Regions from separate parts of the Mus musculus genome. Here region 1 is linked to region 2. Evidence: chromatin contacts called from public ChIA-PET data. All regions are on one chromosome and are shown on one strand. Each heading gives the region's core, a stretch centred on a gene start, on an enhancer-like site or on the middle of the called end of the contact. The rest is flanking DNA. Distances are from core to core; before and after follow the strand shown. Region 1 overlaps Rec114 (REC114 meiotic recombination protein). Region 2 overlaps Nptn (neuroplastin).

What was found. ChIA-PET counts read pairs in DNA pulled down with a chosen protein or histone mark.
Region 1: an RNA polymerase II ChIA-PET map of memory CD8 T cells shows a contact between it and region 2, with 394 read pairs. The contact joins two enhancer-like sites. A contact is called at or near these places in 1 of 15 datasets of contacts at CTCF or cohesin (CD8 T cells), 6 of 484 Hi-C or Micro-C datasets (the HL-1 cell line, cranial neural crest, embryonic stem cells and 3 more), 5 of 115 datasets of contacts at active chromatin or transcription factors (embryonic fibroblasts, embryonic stem cells and memory CD8 T cells) and 4 of 9 other capture datasets (adipose tissue, embryonic stem cells, liver and 1 more).

Annotation. Positions count from the first base shown.
Region 1 is chr9:58,655,576-58,660,057 of GRCm38.p6, forward strand. Rec114 (REC114 meiotic recombination protein) reads right to left here. Exons shown (of 6, transcript NM_028598.1): 5 at 2,182-2,268. Among named protein-coding and RNA genes, the nearest start is that of Nptn, 76 kb to the left of the region's middle. Within about 2 kb of position 2,461, at least 44 of the 459 cell types and tissues checked have an H3K27ac peak or open chromatin away from gene starts, as enhancers often do. A contact at or near this core is called in memory CD8 T cells, where this site is marked.
Region 2 is chr9:58,611,730-58,616,160 of GRCm38.p6, forward strand. All of the region lies in intron 1 of Nptn (neuroplastin), which reads left to right. Among named protein-coding and RNA genes, the nearest start is that of Nptn, 32 kb to the left of the region's middle. Within about 2 kb of position 2,167, at least 10 of the 459 cell types and tissues checked have an H3K27ac peak or open chromatin away from gene starts, as enhancers often do. A contact at or near this core is called in memory CD8 T cells, where this site is marked.

The DNA.
Region 1 (4,482 bases), core at 1,211-3,710, 44 kb after region 2:
TTTTGTGTGTGTGTGTGTGTGTGTGTGTGTGTGTGTGTGAGATGTCTCACATTGATATTGTCAGACAGGTAACTTCCTTTCTATGGGTTTACTGCTTGGCTTGGTGCAAGAGTTTCTCTAAGAACAACATGAATCAATAACAGAAATTTACCTTTCTAAATTTAAATTGCATTTTCAGATTCTGCCTAAAAGAAATAAAGAGACTACAGAAACAATATGCAGTCATGTTCTCCATTGAAAGCCACTGTTAAATTCTTCCAAATTTAGTATATTATAAAAATGGAATAGTGCTGTTTCATAACTTAAAAAAAATTAACGTACTGTGATTATTTCTCCATGCCAATGATAGGGCTTGATATGAGTTTGATTTGCTTGTTGTTGGGGGAGGTTGCCATGACACACATGGATGTGAGAGAGTAACTTTCTTCCACCTCATGGGTCATCATACTTGGCAACAAGCACCTTTAGCCACTGGGTCACCTTGCTGGCCTGATCACAGTTCTAGTCTGTCTGGAGTAATTCCTCACTTTAGCCACTCAAAATACCATTTATCTTGATCCCATTTTTTTAAAAAAAGAATTATTTATTTTATGTATGTGAGCACACTGTAATAGTCTTTAGCTATGACAGAGATAGTCACAGATGATTGTGAGCCACCACGTGGTTGCTGAGAATTGAACCCAGGATCTCTGGAAGAGCAGTCAGAGCTCTTAACCACTGAGCCATCTCTCCAGCTCTTGATTCTATTCTTAATTGTAAACATTGTTATGATAAACAATGTACACTTAGGTAGCTGAAATTCAGTCTTAAGAAAGTAGGATACTAAGCTTGTTTTATATCAGTTGTCTTCCAAAAGTTTATCCAACTTTATATTCACAGGATCATCTGCCCAAAAAGGTCAGAGCAAACCTGGGCTGTTTCTGTTCTTATGGATGCTTGTAATCAGGTGCTGGGACACTGCTGACAGTGTTCTCTGTGTCAGAACACAGCACCTTGCCCTAGTAAGACACTCCCGAACTGGGGAAGTCTGCCTCCTGCTGGACAAGGGTTTTCCTTTTCACAGTTGCTGGAGCATTAAGAGGTAAGAATTCTTTCTTTTTTTTCTGTGGGTACAGGCTGGGATTGAACCCAGGACCTCGTACCTGATCAGCATTTGCTCTCCTGCCTGCTCTCAAGTTAGTAAGCCAGCCATGACCCCACCCCCCACCTCACCCCCAGCCCTTATTTTCTTTATGTACCACTATTTACACAGTTTAATAGATGCTATTTAAATAAAAAAGGACTCCTCATCCTTTCAGGTTGATAAACATACAGGTTCTGTGAAAAGCATGAGTTGTTAGTATAAGCCCTTGCCTGGTACAGCCAGGATGTAGTGAACCGGAGATTCCTCAGTGAATTCGAGCAGAGGTAGCAGCCAACTACTATAAGTGTGAATGGAGCTACAAGTGGGCAGGAGCCATCTGCAAGAAGGTCTGTGTGGCAAGGGGTTGAGAAAGTCAGCAAGCAAAAGATTCTGAAGGGCCCTGAGATATTTTTTTAAAAGTGCTAAGTAGGCTCCTGGGCTCAGGCAGACTTCACTGCATAGTGTGACATTTGTTTATGAGCTGTTGGTCCATGGACTTAAAGAACTGGTAGAAGATGGGAGTCTGTAGGCATGCACAGCTTATATACCAGCTTTTAGCCTGCTGTGTCTTGGGAACTGAGCTGTTCCTGTTAAATGATCTGGAGTTGGATCCAGAGCCCATGTCCAGGTAAACAGCAATAGGGATTTTTTTTAATGCCTTCCTACTACTCTCCATGTTCCTTAGTTGAGATAGTAGCACTAAAAGATGGCCCTTGAAGGAATTAGAATCTAGGTTTGGTTTTGGTATTTGTTTTAGAATAGTTTATAAAACTTTATTCCAAAATTAAATTCTCTCATTCTTTCAAGGAAGGGGTGACTTCCTCACAGCACATGAAGCCAATCTCCTGTTTACTTCCTCAGACAGCCAGTGCCACTGCTAACCTGTGTGATCTAAGGGCAGGGGCAAGGCTAATGGCAGCAACCTGTCGTTGATTGACTTCATCTTCTGTTTAATAATAATACTTACGGTTTCTTTTCTAGGATAAGAGAAAGAATCAAGGAATAGAAATGTGTGTATTTTGTTCTCTTTTTAGGAACAAAATCCAGCACAGAAATACCTGAGCTCGATGTGTCACTGAGGTCCTTTCCTGTAGAACACCTGCCCCAGCTGCCATACACACGTGCTGCTCCAGGGTCAGGGAGGGCTGCAGAGAAACATGCAGTTAGAAAAGGAGGAAGGTGGGGTGGGGAGTGGGACTTAGATAAGTCTGGTTCATGTTTTCAATTCCTACAGTTTATCATGTGTTTACAGAAGTCAAACTCTGGTGCCTAGTGTCCCTCTATCTCTGCTGTCAGTGCTTTTGTGGGCTGCCTATCAGTTTAGCTCACGTGGGGCTACAGTGAGAAAGGTGTCAACCAAAATACCACCCCCAACACTAAACAGCAGCTGAGGGTGGCCACACTTCTGAGTCTTGTGGGCTCTTGGACAAGGTGGTTCAGCTTAGCAGTAGAGGGAAGCTTTGGGTACACACTAAGACTTTATTCTTGCTGCTACTGCTTCTGGACATCTGTGACCACAAGAGAGGTCCTAAGAACTACCACCCTTCTTCCTGTCTCCTCCTCCCACTCCCGAGCTCCTGCCTGGCCCTCTCCTATAGTGGTGTGGCTTGTCTCAAGAGCTCTTGGGTTGAGAAACACCTGGTGAGGCCACAATTAACAAAATTACAAGGCTAGGGGAAAGTAAAACCTAAAACACAAGCCAAGAAATGACTCAGGAACTTTAATTATTCCTATCTGCAAAGAAGGGAACAACTAGGTAAATGCTGCACCTTAGTGCTGCACGATGGCCTGAGCTTGGCCATGCCTCAACTTTTAAGGTAGACTAAGAAAGCAGGCGTCAGCTTTATGGCTCAGAAGTCATGGGTTGACTTGAGACATGTCTGCTCTAAGGCAGGCTTGCTATATGGAAACTGTGCTTGTACTCAATGGCTTGACCTGCTACCCTGCCAATTCAGTAAGTCTTTAGTTCCTTCTGTGCTCTGGAGGGTCTGATTTGATCACTGGCAGAAGGGCAGAGCTGAGAAGATGGCTGTGCTGGCTGCAGTGGTTGTGACAACAGTGTGGTTTCTGTTTGTTTTCCAGGCTCAGTGTTCTTCCCCAGTACTTCTCGTTCACCACTTCACAGTGGAGGCTCATGGCTTGCACGAGATCACACAGCTACCATAAAAACAGGCTAGGACTCTAACCTAGATCTGTTCAAATACCAGAGCTTGTGACCTTTGCATAATATCAGGCTGCTCACCTATCCAGAACACAAGTTACAGATGAGAAGAGTCCCTGAAAACAGACTTAGTCCTTTTAAGGTGTTTCTATCTAGACAGTCTGGCACCAGCCTTTAGAGTCAGCATACCAGAGCCTTTGTCTTCTGTTGTTGCTCCAGGCCCAGTCTGCATGTGTTCCCACATAGTCCAACTGTACTTGCCTTATCTGTTAATAGGCACATAGGCAGGCAACAGAGACTGAACCGTAGCAGTTAACTTGAAGTGTCTTGGCACCACAGCCACTGCTCTGGTCTTCACTTGGATAGTTCTCTCTCTCTCTCTCAGCCATTTGGAATCTTTAGGCACCATGCATTGATCAGTGTATACGTATTGTTCAGACTATACCTAACTTCCAGGTGTCAACACATTCCGTCACTTGTTCATAAAGGAAAGTCCCATTTACCTAGGGGGCGCTCAAAAAAGTCTTGGGTCAGAAAGGCCTTGGCACCTGTGTGGCAGACACAAGTTTTCCAAGATTCTTACTTCAGCTTACATTTCAGGCCCAGCACACCCGTACAAACTTGGAGGTTGGGGCAGGAGGATCACAGGTTTACAGGGTAGATCCTGTCCAAAACCAAAACACACCTGTTATTATCAGTAAGTAGTGTCCATTGTTGTCTGGAATGAAAGGCCTAGGTTCTGTTTGAAGTACTCACTGAGAGATGCGCTGCCCTGAGCTGCCCAAGGCTCTATGAAGCACTCTCCCTCCCTCAGGGCAGTGGTAGTTTAGCTGTCAGTGTCAAGTGTCTTGCTCAGGTGCTTTCCAGAAACAGCACTAGTCAGTGTGGGCCCCTTTTACTCTGCATGTCTTGGGAAACAAGGGCAGTCCACTGCCTGGCTTGTAGTGTGAGGAGCCTGGCTCCTCGGTCTTCTGGTCCCACTAATGCAGACAGTAAGGGTGGTAGGTAAGTGTTTACTGTGATGAAATGGTCTTGACCTTGAGGGGTCACACTTTGAGAACCCCTGCTCTGTAATGACGCTGGAATACATTTCTTGGCCTTTAGGCAGCTAGTTTGAAAGTATGAACCTTGAATTTAAAAGATCACTCAACATTAGATCTTTTTAAAAATGTGTGTGCATGTACATGGTAGTGAGAGG
Region 2 (4,431 bases), core at 917-3,416:
GCTTGTTGAAGATTTTTCTCCAGTACTTTTTTTTTTTTTTTTTTTGGTCTTTCCAGGAGTTAACATGTGAATTGTCCTTTACAGTTTTATAGAACTGTTCCACACATGTTATATGATCTTCATAGCATCATTCCTATTTGAAGAATCTATTGTTCACTGCAGAGAATTTAAGTTGTGGAGATACTGACTCAAAGTCTCACACTATTTTCAGGCTGAAGTTAATTGATTTGATTTGGTCTGAATAAAAAGTCTACAACTCTAATTTTGTCTCAAGTTTTTGTGAATTTACAGTTTAGCCTAACCAATATCCAGTGTTTTCTTGTATCACTATTGTTAAGCCAACTAGTAATTAATAGGCCTTGTTCTGAGTTGGCAAGATGGTTCCACCTTGCTTCCAGGTTTGATGCCTGAGTTTGATCTCTGGGACCTACATCATAGGAGGATAGAACTGACTAATGCAACTTGGCCTCTGACCTTGGGACATGGCATCCAGCACATATGCAGAAGTGTGCACACATGCATGCACACACACACTGAGGTGGATGGATGGGTGAGGAAAGAGAGGGCTGTTTTCTTTCTTTGTAAGAAGGATACTGCATTTTTTGTATATTGTTTTTTATTTTTCTGTGTTTTGAGGCAGGGTTTTTATTTGTAGTCTGGGCTGGTCTAGAATATTGTACTACCTCTATTATCGGACTTCCTCCATTGTTCATAATCTCTCTTGTTTTTGGCAACTGCCAATTATTTGTGTCAACATATGTGAATCTGTTGTTGCCACACATTACCACAATGGTCCTTGTTTTATTAGAAAAGTTACAGTTGATTTTTTTGGTTATTTTTTAAGCGTGAAATCTAAGTTAAATTTATTTTGTGTGTGAAGTTCTGTTTCCCAGGCTGTTGTAAAGCAATGCCAAAGGTTGCTATATGTGTCTGTTTAATTTTTATTTCTTTGGAGACATACGATAGTAGGATAATAGGTAACATTATTGAGTGCCATGTACTGTTTTAAGCTGTGTTGTTTTATGTAATCCTCACAATAACCCTCTAAGGAAATTGCTATTATTAGCTCCTTTTTATAGATTAAGCAGATGAAGCTCAGAGAGGTTAGGCACTTCACTAAGGTCATACAGTTAGTAACAGAACCTCATGTGATCCCATGCAATTGAATTTTATTCATTAAATTTAATCACTAAACTATGCAGACTCTTTTTTTTTTTCTTTTTTACTTTTTGGCATCAAGTAGATTTCTCTATTTTTCTGAAGTAGAAAAGCTAGTTAATTTAGGCTAACAAATCCTATTGCTATTTTGGATGGTATAATTTCAGACCAAGGATGGAATTTGGTTTATAATGATCTTAATCTTTTGACATGTTTGTTTTATTGAAAGGATCAGTCTTGACTTTGGAAAATGCTTTGTAATGGCTGCCATCTCTACCTAGTGCTAGTGATCAGGATAATCCAGTAGTTCAGCACCAGCATTCCCCCCACCCTCTCTGCATCTTCTGTTGCAGAGAATGAGGTTACCCTATTTCTACTACTATCACCATATCTTTAAGCCTGCCTTACTCTTGGTTGGTATACATGGAATGACTGCCTATGGACTTTTGATTAGTTTGCTGTTAAGTGATAGTGATATGTGGTCTGCTTAATTTACAGAAGATGTGTAGGCTTAAGTCTGACATTTTCCAGCAGTTCTACACAGATTTAAAATAAAATACTCTTTCCCTGTAACCACCTTGAGCAATAGGTCTTGTGCTCAGTCTTATTTTCAAAGTAGTTGATTTGAATTTGTGGACATGTATGAGAGAAAGAGAACAGACATTTTCTTACATCTTTGCTATCATCTCTTTATTTTGAGATATGAAGGAGAGAACTGCATGAGCCACCCACAGAAATCAGTTGTAGAGGGGCTCAAAGGGAACAGCATTCTTTTCCTTTCTCTTTTTTTAAAGGAAGTGGCAAGTGTAGGTGAGATTTGGAGGTTTGACCTTGACAGTAGTCAGCTGAGGGACAGAAGTTAATGTTACCTATAGTGTGGTTCCCTTGAAGGCAAGAGAGTTTGTTGGTAACTTTTTTTCCCTTAGGGCATAGGTGGAGATAGTTTACAACTTGCTCTGTGTTCCCTTTCTCTTTGCACTCTTTTCATATCTACACATCCATTTTCTCCTTCCAGAGAGCTCCTCCTCTTCCCTGCTGCTAGCCCCAGCTGTCATCTTCGCTTCCCATCCTCCAACCTCAGCTATGCAGTTTTTCATTACACTTTTCTGGGGTTTGATGCTTCTATTTTCACCCCCTTCAACATCAGCTTATATTCCCTGCTTCCCTAAAAGTCCTGTATCATTGTGCTTCTGGTGGCTCCCTAACTTCAGGCAGTTGTGTACTTTCATGTTGAGGGCACAGTTTGTTTGAAAGCCCTTGGTGATGAAAGGCAGGACAGTGAGTCAGGTTCTGAGCTGCTTCTGAAAGCTGGTTCTTCTGAATTGGAGCTAATTTTGGATAGATAATGAGGCCGGATGATTGCTAATAACCTTCCTTGCTAATTGTGATTTATTTCGCAGTGCTGTATAGAGAAGTTCTTTCTCAGTTTGGAGGGGAAATAGATCTATTTGCATGTTTTTGTTTTTTTTTTTTTTTTTTTTTGAGTGTTGAGCTATCAAGGAATCTCATAGTTTCTGTAGAGACAGTACAGTTTGTGAGAAAGAGCCCCCAAATAAGAATTAAAGACACCTTAGTCCCAGGTATACTCAGGCTTAGCCACTTAAGTTATCTTTTTTTTTTTAAAGATTTATTTATTTAATGTATGTGAGTACACTGCTCTCTAAAGACACACCAGAAGAGGGCATTAGATCCCATTACAGATGGTTATGAGTCACCATGTGGTTGCTGGGAATTGAACTCAGGACCTCTGGAAGAGCAGTCAGTGCTCTTAACCACTGAGCCATCTCTCCATCCCCTCTTAAGTTATCTTAGTTAAGTCATTCTAGTGGAGGATGCCTACCTAGTGTTTTGTGTTTAAGAATTACTAATTAATTTGCTAAATTAAATGATAAAAAGTATATCTTTCATTTATTTTTAAGTGACTGCTCATTTCTTTTACTTTTGTAGCCTTGCAAGACACATTGATTGCAGTTGTGGACAGAGTTAAGAGACTATGCTTTGGCTTTGGGTATTTTTTGGTTTTAGGCTAGACTTTCATGATGATGGGCAAAATATCCTTCCATGACTTTCCAGTCATGGGTTTCAAAAGCAAGGAAGGGCAAACACTCAGCACTTAGCTACATCCCTAGCTTGCAGCACTTAACATTTTTTGGACTACAGGGTTTATAACACTACATTTCTTATAAAGCAGTATTGGTAATAATGTATATAAAGTGCCTGCAATAGTTAACTTGTACTTAGAAAATGTCGACTTAGAGAAAAGAGGAGTTCAAGAGCCTCCTTTCCTAACTTAGGAGCCATTGAAAGTTAATGGCTACTGGAGGAGAGAGAACTCCCTTGTTTGTTTGTTTTAAGGATGTGGCTCCTAGTTAGCTGGACCACACTCCAGTGGATGACCCCACATCCATAGGAAGCTCAAAGTGGCCTCAGTGGGTTATTAAAAAAGAGGTAGGGCTGGGTCTCAGAGGTTTAGGAGGTATAGTGAGAAGTGGGTAAATGTGATTAAAATGCATTATATGAAATTTTCAAAGAATAAAATACTAAAGAAAATACTGCCTAATGTCTTGATATCCCTTGTCTGTTTTAAGATAGTTTTACTGGGCTAGAGAGATGACTCAGCAGTTAAGAGCACTGAATCATAAAAAGTATATCTTTAATTTACTTTTAAATGACTATGGTAACTTTCTAGCCTTGTTACTATAGTCACATTAATTGCAGTTGTGGATAGTGTTATGTGGATAGAGATCATGCTGGCTGTTAAGAGCCACTGGCTCTTCTTCCAGAGGTCCTGAGTTCAATTCCCTGCACCCATATAGTGGTTCACGACCATCTAGGGATCTGATGCCCTCTTCTGGCATGCAGGAGTACATAAAACACAAAAAATTTTTAAAAAGATAGTTTCAGTCCTTTTTTTTTTAAAGATTTATTTTTTGTGTATAGATGTGTTTTACCTGCATGTTTGTACAATATGAATGTGCAGTTCTTAACGAGGCCAGACTCTGGAGGAATCTGACTCCCTGGATTCTCTGGAACTAGACCCATTTGGTTCCCATTTGGAACCAAACTTAGATGCTCTGCAAGAATGAGTGCTTAGAACCACTGAGCCATCTTTCCAGCCCCTTCATTTTTATTTTTTATAAAGTTTAAATTTGGATATTATAATTTACCAATTCAAACAGTAATTTTTGACTTGGTCTTAATTTTGTTTGTTTTGCTTTTGTTTCTGAGATAGGGTTTCTTTGTGTAGCCCTGGCTATCCCACAACTAGCTTTG